Regions from separate parts of the Sus scrofa genome. Here region 2 is linked to region 1. A link is a contact called in public promoter capture Hi-C data. All regions are on one chromosome and are shown on one strand. The core of a region is the stretch at or near the end of the contact, and the rest is flanking DNA. Distances in the headings are between cores, read along the strand shown. Region 1 holds the start of UBE2L3 (ubiquitin conjugating enzyme E2 L3). Region 2 holds the start of LOC100153925 (mitotic-spindle organizing protein 2B).

The links. Promoter capture Hi-C pulls out the DNA fragments that hold promoters and counts their contacts.
Region 2: a promoter capture Hi-C map of fetal liver shows a contact between it and region 1, with 3 times the contacts expected there. The contact joins the promoter of LOC100153925 here to the promoter of UBE2L3 in region 1. A contact is called at or near these places in 1 of 5 promoter capture datasets (fetal liver) and 2 of 2 datasets of contacts at active chromatin or transcription factors (alveolar macrophages and skeletal muscle).

What each region holds. Positions count from the first base shown.
Region 1 is chr14:50,313,166-50,318,051 of Sscrofa11.1, forward strand. It overlaps UBE2L3 (ubiquitin conjugating enzyme E2 L3), which reads right to left and starts at 2,244. Exons shown (of 4, transcript NM_001185133.2): 1 at 2,187-2,244. The coding sequence starts at 2,213.
Region 2 is chr14:50,662,149-50,666,399 of Sscrofa11.1, forward strand. It overlaps LOC100153925 (mitotic-spindle organizing protein 2B), which reads right to left and starts at 2,401. Exons shown (of 3, transcript XM_001929600.2): 1 at 1,912-2,401; 2 at 1,671-1,819. The coding sequence starts at 2,075. SMPD4 (sphingomyelin phosphodiesterase 4) reads left to right here and starts at 1,340. Exons shown (of 19, transcript XM_001929589.6): 1 at 1,340-2,615. The coding sequence starts at 2,541.

The sequences.
Region 1 (4,886 bases), core at 994-3,493:
AAGAGTTATTGAAAAGATAAGGAAAAACTTATCTAAAGGATCTGGCACTTAATATGTACTCAGTTTTCACTACTTTTTTTTCTTTCTAAGCTCAAATTTTGTGAAACACAAACAAACAAACAAATAGTAACTCCCCTCTGAGACCCCTGGGAACCTGGAAGCCCCAAACTGGGTCAACTGAGCTAGACTCAGAGATACCAGGATGAATTAGGTCAAGATCTCTACCCCTGAGGAACTCAGAACCCAGCAGGAAAGGCAAGTCTAACACAAATCAGACTGTGACAAGTGCTCAAAGAGAAACATAAAGAAAGTGGTGTGGTCACACAAAGGAGGAAACAACTCACTCTAAAGGGGGATGGAGGGGAGGCCTCAGCATAGTTGGCCTTGGAGTTGAACCAGAACTTCCCTGGAAGGGAGAAAGGCAAGGGGAAGACCGCCTTTCTCAGGCACAGCCAACAGCATGTACGAAGGAGACGCTCTCTCCCTTCCTAAAAAACTGGGCCAAGCCAGCAAATCTGCCTGCATTCCATTTTCTCACCTACAAAATGGGAATAATAGGGTCTACTTCACAGGCAGGATTAAACATGATCATGAATGGGAAGTACAGAGCTGCACAAAGTAAAAGCTGGGGGGAAAAGGCAGCCATTGTGATTAGGTGCAAGAGTGGTGTGTAGTGGTGGGGAACTAGGGATCAGGAGGTGTGGCTGAGCAGATTACTTTCCAGCAACCTAAGGGTCCTGCATGCCAAGAAGTCAGGATTAACTTCTGAGGACAATAAAATCACAGAGGTTTTCCACAGGAGAGGGAAAGGATTAAATATTTGCTTTAGAAAATGAACCATGGTGTCCAAGAAGACAGTCAGAAGAACTCAGGAAGGTACCTGAGAGATGAGGGTATGGATTCAACTAATTTCAGTTAAGATTACAGAGGAAGGCACACACTCGAGAAATGTTTAAAGTAAAATCCAAAAGGCATAAAAGATAACTGCCTTTGGGGAATAGAGCAGGGAAATAAGTAACAGTTCTCTCATCCAGAGTACTGGCAGAACGGTGGTGTCGGGGACAGAGAAGAGAGAAGCCTCGAGTCTGTCCACGGTTCTTTTGTGCCCACTTCCAATCCAGTTTTATGAAGTTCAATGTCTCTAACCCTTAGCGAACAAAAGAAAGGAAATGTTTCCAGGGAGGGAGGGCCCAGAGGCTGTGACTCCAAGTTCAACGTCCAGGTCTGCGGAGTACTGCTCTGTCCAGGAGGAACCCCAACCCTTTATCTCCTCTCAGGAAACCAGCTCCTGGCTCCTTTTTATTTCCGGCCGGGCATAGCCGGGCAGCACCACCGGCAGGGCGGCCGACTTGCAAACCTAGGCGAGATCCATTCCGGGAGACGCCGGCAAACACACTCGAGAAAGAACTAGGCCCGGGTGGCATCTGTGTTCCTCACCCGAGGAGCCAATTAGCAAGAAGGCACCCGGCTGCATTCAAGATACAAAGTATCAAGTTATTTTTATAAACTTTAGCCGGTTTTGACTTCAACCCATCCCACCCCCCATATGGCACTTTGCTCCAGCAGGAAAAGGGGCACGGAGGACCAAGAGGTGGGCCGGGAGGGACTGGGGCAAGAGGCCCGCGTCGCGGCCGGCCGTCCCCCGCCCCTCCGCCTCCCGGTGCTCAACTTGCCGCCGTGTGACTCTGCAGTCACAGCGACGGTCCGCTGGCACCCGGCGCAAGCCCGAGAGCCGCAACAAACCGGCCTAACTTTCGCCGTCGGCCCCCGTCCCCCAGCCCCCGCCCGCGCGGCCCCCGGCGCCCAGCCCGGCGCGCTGCGGCCCAGGGCGGGGCGGCTCCGCGGCGAGGACTCGCTACGGCCTGGCTGGGCGCTGGGGCCTCCCGCAGGCGCCCGGTGGGCCTCCCGCCCCCCGCCGCCGCCCGGGAGCCGCCGCTGCGCGGTGGGGAGCCCGCGGGCCGGCCAGGCGGCTGGTCCGGGCCAGTGAGGGGCCAGGGCGGCGCGGCCTGGCGCTCCCGCCCGGGCTGCGGCCTAGCGGCAGGGTTAGTTCCCTCGGCGCTCGCGGCCCGGGGCGGCGTGGTCCCGCGGGGCGGGGAATGGCGGCGGTTGCCCCGATGGGCCCGGGCGGCCGCGGGGCCCCGGCTTGCCGCCGCCCCCCGCCCGCCGGCGCGGAGAATGGCTTTTACCTTCATCAGCCTCCTGCTGGCCGCCATCTTGGCTCTGGTGCTGCTGCCGGCCCAGAATGCAGCGCGGCCGCCGGGCTCGGAGCCCCCGCACTTCCTGGAGCGGGGGAGGGGCGGGCACAGCGGGCGGGCGAAGCGCCTACTGTGCGCCCGGCGCACGCTGGAGGCCCGAGAGCCGGGCCCCCCGCAGAGACACTGCCCTCGCAGGGCGTCCGGGGAGGTGGCACTGGGAAGCGATGCCTGGCACACAGTAGGTGCGCAGTGAACATTGGTTGTGTGAGATGGGTGACTGAGCAGGATTATTGCAAGAGGCGCTGTGGTGACGGGAAAGAGGCTGTGGGACATACTTCTTTCTCACAGGGAGGTCAGGAAGCCTCACTGAGGAAACAGTGAATTAATTATATCCAACACAGTGAACAACCCCATTTCTCAGGAAGCACCGTGGAGGCCAGCGATTTGCCCAAGGTCTGGCCTCTGGCCAGGAGCGGAATTCCTCTGCTGATCAGTGCCCGCTCCAGGTGCTGGCACCTGAAGAATGAGAAGCAGCTCTGAGGACCGGAGGGGGATGCTTCAAGCAGAAGTGCCAACACCACGAGGCTGTCTGAGTGGCCAGAATGGAGTAAGAAGGATTGAGGGGTACAGGGAGGCGGTGACCTTGGGGCCTTGAAGGAGTGAGAGGAATTGGGTCCTCTTCTACATGCTGGATGTGAACAGCAGCCCGCAGTCAGGTGCATGGGTGTAAGGAGAGTACTCTGGTTAGAGAATGGAGGTTGAAATAGGTAGGGGTCAGAAGGGGAGCAGGGCCATTCGTAAGCCTTTTGCAGGTATCCAGGCAGAAGTCATGGTGTTTTGGACCTCTGGGCAGTGAGGCCAAAGGGGGGGGGGGTTCAGCTTCAGATCAGTTTGGCTTTGGAAGGCATTTTCCTCTGTCTTAAGAGCAGTCAGGAGAGGAAAGAAGAAAAGGGCACTAGACATGTTTAGCCTGGAAGGGAGCCAGTCTCCCACCCAGTGTCCTGAGAGCCCAGGCTTAACACGGGGAGGCAATGGTGCAGAAACTAAATGATAATAAGCCTCATGCAATCAAGGACCCTGTCTGCCCTTTATCTCCCCCCAGGGTTGGCACACAGAGGGTGCTCAGTAAATTTATGGCACATGTAGGAGGGACTCCATCAGGCAGTTCCCTAGAGCCGTGGAAGACTTGGGTGCCTGGCCTGGGATCTGACTCCTGGTCCTAGTGTGCATTGGGCTTGGTGCTTGGTGGACTCAGGTCAAAGAAAGTGCACAGCTCTATTGGAAACTGCTTTCTCAGAAGGAAGGAGGAGTTCCCATTGTGGCTTACTGGGTTAAGAACAGCCTCACTCAGTGGGTTAAGGATCCAACGTTGCCACAAGTTACAGTGTAGGTCAAAGACACAGCTCATATTTGGTGTTGCTGTGGCTGTGGTGTTGGCTGGCAGCTGCAGCTGCAATTTGATCCCTAGCCCAAGAACTTCTATATGAGGAAGGTGTGGCCCTGAAAAGAAAAAGAAGAAGAAGAAAGAAGGGGACCCTGCCCTGAAGAATTGCAAGCCAATAGAGGAAGCACAGTGCATACCCTTCACCTTGACAGGCTCAACCAGGAATAGAGGGTGGGATTGAGAGAGGCTGACTGCCAAGAACTAATGTTTGCCAATGCAACTCCCCAGCAAGATGGCTCCTTTGTGCTGACTTGGGAAATGGGGAACAGGAGGCCCTGGGCAGCAGAGTGCCGTAGGCCCTGGGCAGCAGAGTGCCGTTGTGCATAAGCACACAGTCCCAATGTGAAAGCTGCCTGGTCGTTGGGGCCCCCATCCTTTTAACTTTCCTGTTCCCTAAAGCAAGCCTGGCATGTGATCACACCATCTCTGCCCTCCACTCAGCCACCCTATTCATCCAGACCTGACCTTTCATGCCACCTCCTCAAGCCTCCCATCAAGAGTGGCCTCTCCCAGGAGTTCCCACTGTGGAGCAGTGAGTTAAGAATCTGACTGCAGTGGCTCAGTTTGCTTCAGAGGTGCAGGTTTGATCTCCAGCCCAGTGCAGTGGGTTAAATGATCCAGCATTGTCACAGCTGCAGCATAGGTTGCAGCTGTGGCTCAGATTCAATCTCTGGCCCAGGAATTTCCATGGTGCGGATGTGGCCATAAAAAATTTTAAAAAGAAAGGTCTCTCCTGGAGATCCCTGGTGGCTCAGCAGGTTAAGGATCTGGCATTGTCACTGCTGTGGCTCAGGTAACTGCTGTGACGGGGGTTCAATCCCTGGCCCCAGGAACTTCTGCATGCCACAGACACGGCCAAAAAATTTTTTAAAAGGCCTCTTCCTCCTTCTAGGTTCCTGGCCCTTCTGCTCAAACTACCACATGCTGCTTCTTCCTCCAATCAGCACAGGTCCTAGGTTCTCACCTGCTGGGTTCAGGGAGGGAGATACAAAATGTCACCTGCCATCCAGGGGCTTGCCACACCCTGAGGAGGCAACAACTTGAAAGTGACAGAGGTGTGAACGTTTGATGAAGGCAGAGGACAGGGGAGGGGAGGGGCCTGGGACAGGAGAAGGTGTTGCAGGGAGAAGAAAGTCCCTCTGCCAGGGCAGGGAATTAGCCATGGCACTCACACTCACTAGGGCTGACTGGCCTGGGCTGGACATTTGCACCAGTCACCTAGCTCCCTGGCACCACAGAGCCACGCT
Region 2 (4,251 bases), core at 1,151-3,650, 350 kb after region 1:
TGTCCTCTGCCTTTGCCACTGTCTGTCTGGCCATCTCCCTCACTGGACCAAGAGCCAGTCCACCTTGCAGCCCCACTATGCCCTCAGCACTGAGTGGGCCTGGTACCCTGTCACTAAGCCAAGGAGCAGCAATAGAAGTTCTCTGCCCTGGTCTTTCCCTCCCTCTGCAAACTCGCCTTTAGTCCACCTGCCTCTCGGCTCCTCCTCTGCTCCCCTGGCCCAAGCTCCAAGCATACCTGGAACAGCAAGGTGGGTGATATGGGGAGGGGCACCCATGGGATCTCACACCCTCATAGACAGCTGGCTCTGGGCCCCCAGCCTCACCGTGCCTGGAGGGCACCCCCAGCTCAGGAACCAGGGAGAAGAAGGGACCCATGGTCTGACCTCCCAGGCAGCAAGTCCAGGGGGTGACAGTATCTAAGAATGCAGGTGTCCCTCTCACCTCAGGCTTTACTCTCCACAGCGCGAACTGTCCCTTCCCCGACCCTCAGGTGTCCTCCCCTGGGGCCAGGGCACCTCCGCAGAGCACACAAGTCATACCGGTAGTTAGCCTCTGGGAAGAGGGAGGTTGGGCCCATCACTGCTGTCACTAAGCTGCATGGTGGGATGGCCAGCCAGGTCCTGCTCTTGCAGCTCAATGCTGCTCTAGCTTTCTGGGGGCCATGGTAGTTTCCGTGGAAACAGGAGAGAGCACCAACCCCCAGAGATAAACTAATAAACGCAACCTTCAAAAGGAGAGAACAGGCAGCAAGAGAACCGGAGGGAACCGGGGGGCCCTGGAGAGAGAGGCGAGTGCGAGGCAGCTGGGCCGTGGAGCAGAATCGGAGAGGCCGCAGTCTGCCGGGCCGAGGAAAAGGAGGGCCTTGCAGGGGGGGTACAGTTCTTGGCAGAGAGAAAGGAGGCCTCTGGAGGTCGGAGAGAGACACAAAGAGAGCAGACAGTGTACATCAGTGAGGAGGCCTGCACTCCAGCACTCAAGGCCTCTCAGAATGGGGGCACAGTGCCTGGGGCCCTGGCGCTCCCACCCACAGGGCCTGACTGCCCCTCCACCCAATATCAGCCCCTTCTCAGGGTGTTTCTGGCCAAGGTTCTGCTGCCTTTCAGAGGGTTTCTAAAAATTGGGAGCAGAAGTGACAAGCAAGGAGAGTAAGAGCTCCACCACGTCACCCTGGTCACCAGCACTTGCTCATTTCTCAGCCATGACGGTCCAGACTGAGGTCCATCTGCAGCCCCAAGGATGGAAGCTTAGCTGTTGGGACTCCTGGGCAGGACTTGGGCCGGGTAGGGTGCAGACAAGGGGGCGCAGGAAGGTCTCTTCAGTTGAGGCGACAAGTGCCACGAGAACAGGAACCAAAGCCACTTTGTTTCCATGTTCATGGGATGAAGACAGGAATGCAGAGGTGGCAAGACGCCAGTGTACACAAGTCCCAGAGGAGGCCTGGTCTGCTTTGGCCACCCATCCTGCATCTACCTGATCTGGATGTGCATCCTCGAAGGTGGTAGCAAAGTTGAAGCTGGGGACAGGAGCCCAAAGGGCCAGCCCTTGGAGCAGTCCCGGGACAAAAGCAACAGAAAAGCCTGGCTACTCAGGGCTAAGCAAGCCCCGATGTGCCAGGCACTGCCCACCTCCCGCTCCCGCCCTACACCCGCCGCCCAGGCCCAGCTCTGACCTCGGGTCTCAGGCACGCTGGTCGTGGGCAGGGGCACGGCCACGGGGTCTTGGGGCTCGCTCGCCAGCCGCTGCCCAGCGCACATGGACTTCAGCATCTGGAATACGGCGAGGGGCGCCACGTTCAGCTTTAGCAGGTCCACCAGGATCCTAGAGAGAACAGACCCGGCGCGCGGTGAGCCTTCCTCGCCCGGGCCGTCAGTCCCCCGGAACCCCGAAACCCGACTCCGCCGCGCGCTCACTTGAACACTTCGGGGTCCATGGCGCCGCCCGCAGCCTGAGCCAGCTCGAACAGCTCCGTCTCCTCGGCGCTCAGCACCTTCTTCCGCCGCAGCGCCAGCTTCTGTAGGGCCGCTTCCAGCCCTGGTGGCGCCCCCGGCCCGGGCCCCGCGCCTGGCGCCGCCATCTGCTTGCGGCTGGGTCCCCCACCCGGTACAGCCCCGCCGCGCCCCCTACCGGCCCGCCGCGCCCTCCTCTCCCAGCAGCTCCCCTGCCATCCGGCGCTCAGATCCGGGCCCGGGCGGCGCCGGGCGTTGGAAGGAGACCCGCTCTTCGGCGACTGGTCTTCTCTACGCTCTCACGGCGGTGACGGCATCCAGAGTATCTCACGCTGGCATACCGTGGGCGATCAATAAATGCCCGTTGGACCCAGAGTGTACTGTTTCGCGCCGGGTCCGGTAGGAGGCGCGCCTCTAGGCAGTAACGCACAGGCCTTACGTGCACGCGCGCTCTTTTCCTAGGTGGGCGCCCCCTTGCGGTCCCATAAACCCACGGGACTACACTTTGCGCACGCGCCTTTTAAAGAAGCAGCCCAAAGAGAAAGCGGCGCTTTTCCCGTTTGTAAAGGGGAGGTGACGCCACGCGCAGCTTGATGACGACATTTCGGCGCCGGTTCGCCGAATGGCGGCCTCCATCCCTAAAGCGAGCGACCCTGTGGGTCTCTCAGGTGAGTGGCGGGAGTCGCGCGTGGTCTATCCCAATTACCTGGCGGCCACCTAGACCCTCTGCCCGAGCCGTCTCCGTTCCTACGCGAGCCCCGGGCCTCGGGCTGGGCCGGCCGGGAGCCGGGGCCCAGCTGCGCCTTCCCGCGCGCCCCGACCTTGTGGGCGCTCGGTTAACGTTCGCTGAACGAAGTGGAGCGGGGAGAGCCTGCGGCTCAGCGAGCGGTGTGGAGAGAGCAGGGGTGGATCCCGGCTCTATCTTTCCTCCCCGTGTGGACTGGCTTTGCGGAGACTTGGGTTCCTTGTCTGTGACATGAGGGCCCAGATGCTCCCTTGTCATGAGCAGCAGATGGGAGCACGCCTTTCTTCCAGCGCGCGGGCAGAGGGAGGCCCTGGCAAGACTGGCGCTACTGGCGCTGCGGGTCCCAGGAGGAACCCTGAAACCAGGTCGGGATCCTCTCTTGAAGGCAGCGAGGGCGGAGGTGGCGGGGGCGAAGTTCAGGCTTGGTGCACGGCGCAGAGGGACGCAGCAGCGAGAACCGGGGCGGAGAGACGCTCCTCTCTCCCCGAAACACCCTGATTGGGCGCCTAGGACTCATTCCTTCAGCCGCTGCCTCTGCAGACTGTGAGCAAGGAGCTAATTTCACCTTATCATCTCCAAACCTCTGCCCTTTGCAAACAGTTCAGGGTTTTATTCTGCTTTGGTCATTTTGGAATAGTGCACAATGTTCTCTTGACCACTTGGTTCAGGGCTTAAGCATTTTGTCTTCCTTGAAACGGAAACTGATAGCTAGTTTAATTAAGAGTTGAACAGACTCGGTGTTACCGAACTCAGGTTGGGCTGCTCACACTGCTGGAAAGCCAAAAGTGTTGGTAGAAAGGAAGGCTGGCACCCGGGGAGAAGACCAGCTGGTGTCCCAGGACCAATTCTTTAAGATTCTTGACAGGGGGAGTTCCGTCGTGGCGCAGGGGTTAACGAATCCGACTAGGAACCATGAGGTTGCAGGTTCGGTCCCTGCCCTTGCTCAGTGGGTTAATGATCTGGCGTTGCCGTGAGCTGTGGTGTAGGTTGCAGACGCGGCTCGGATCCCGCGTTGCTGTGGCTCTGGCGTAGGCCAGTGGCTGTGGCTCCGATTCGACCCCTAGCCTGGGAACCTCCATATGCCACGGGAGCGGCCCAAAGAAATAGCAAAAAGACAAAAAAAAAAAAAAAAAAAAAAAAAAAAAGCTTCTTGACAGTTGTTAAGAGGAAAAAAGGAGTTCCTGTTGTGGCTTAGTGGGTTAAGAACCCAACGTAGTGTCAGTGACGATGCAAATTTGATTCCCGGCCTCACTCAGTGGGTTAAGGATCCAGCATTGCTTCAGGGTGCGGTGTAGGTTGCAAGTTCAACTCAGGTACCCTGTTGCTGTGGGTGTGGTATAGGCCAACGGCCGCAGCTCCAATTCAGCCCCTAGCCTGGCCTTAAAAAGAGAAGAAAAAAAAGGAGAGAAACATATCAATGAATTATCGATGCAGGAGGTGGTTAGGCTCTGCTAATTTTCCATTGCAAGCATACTGACTGAGACTGGCTGACTTCTCATGACCTCTCTTCTGATGTTATTCTGCCTGTGTGGTGTGCCTGCAGAATTGTTAAGGGGAAA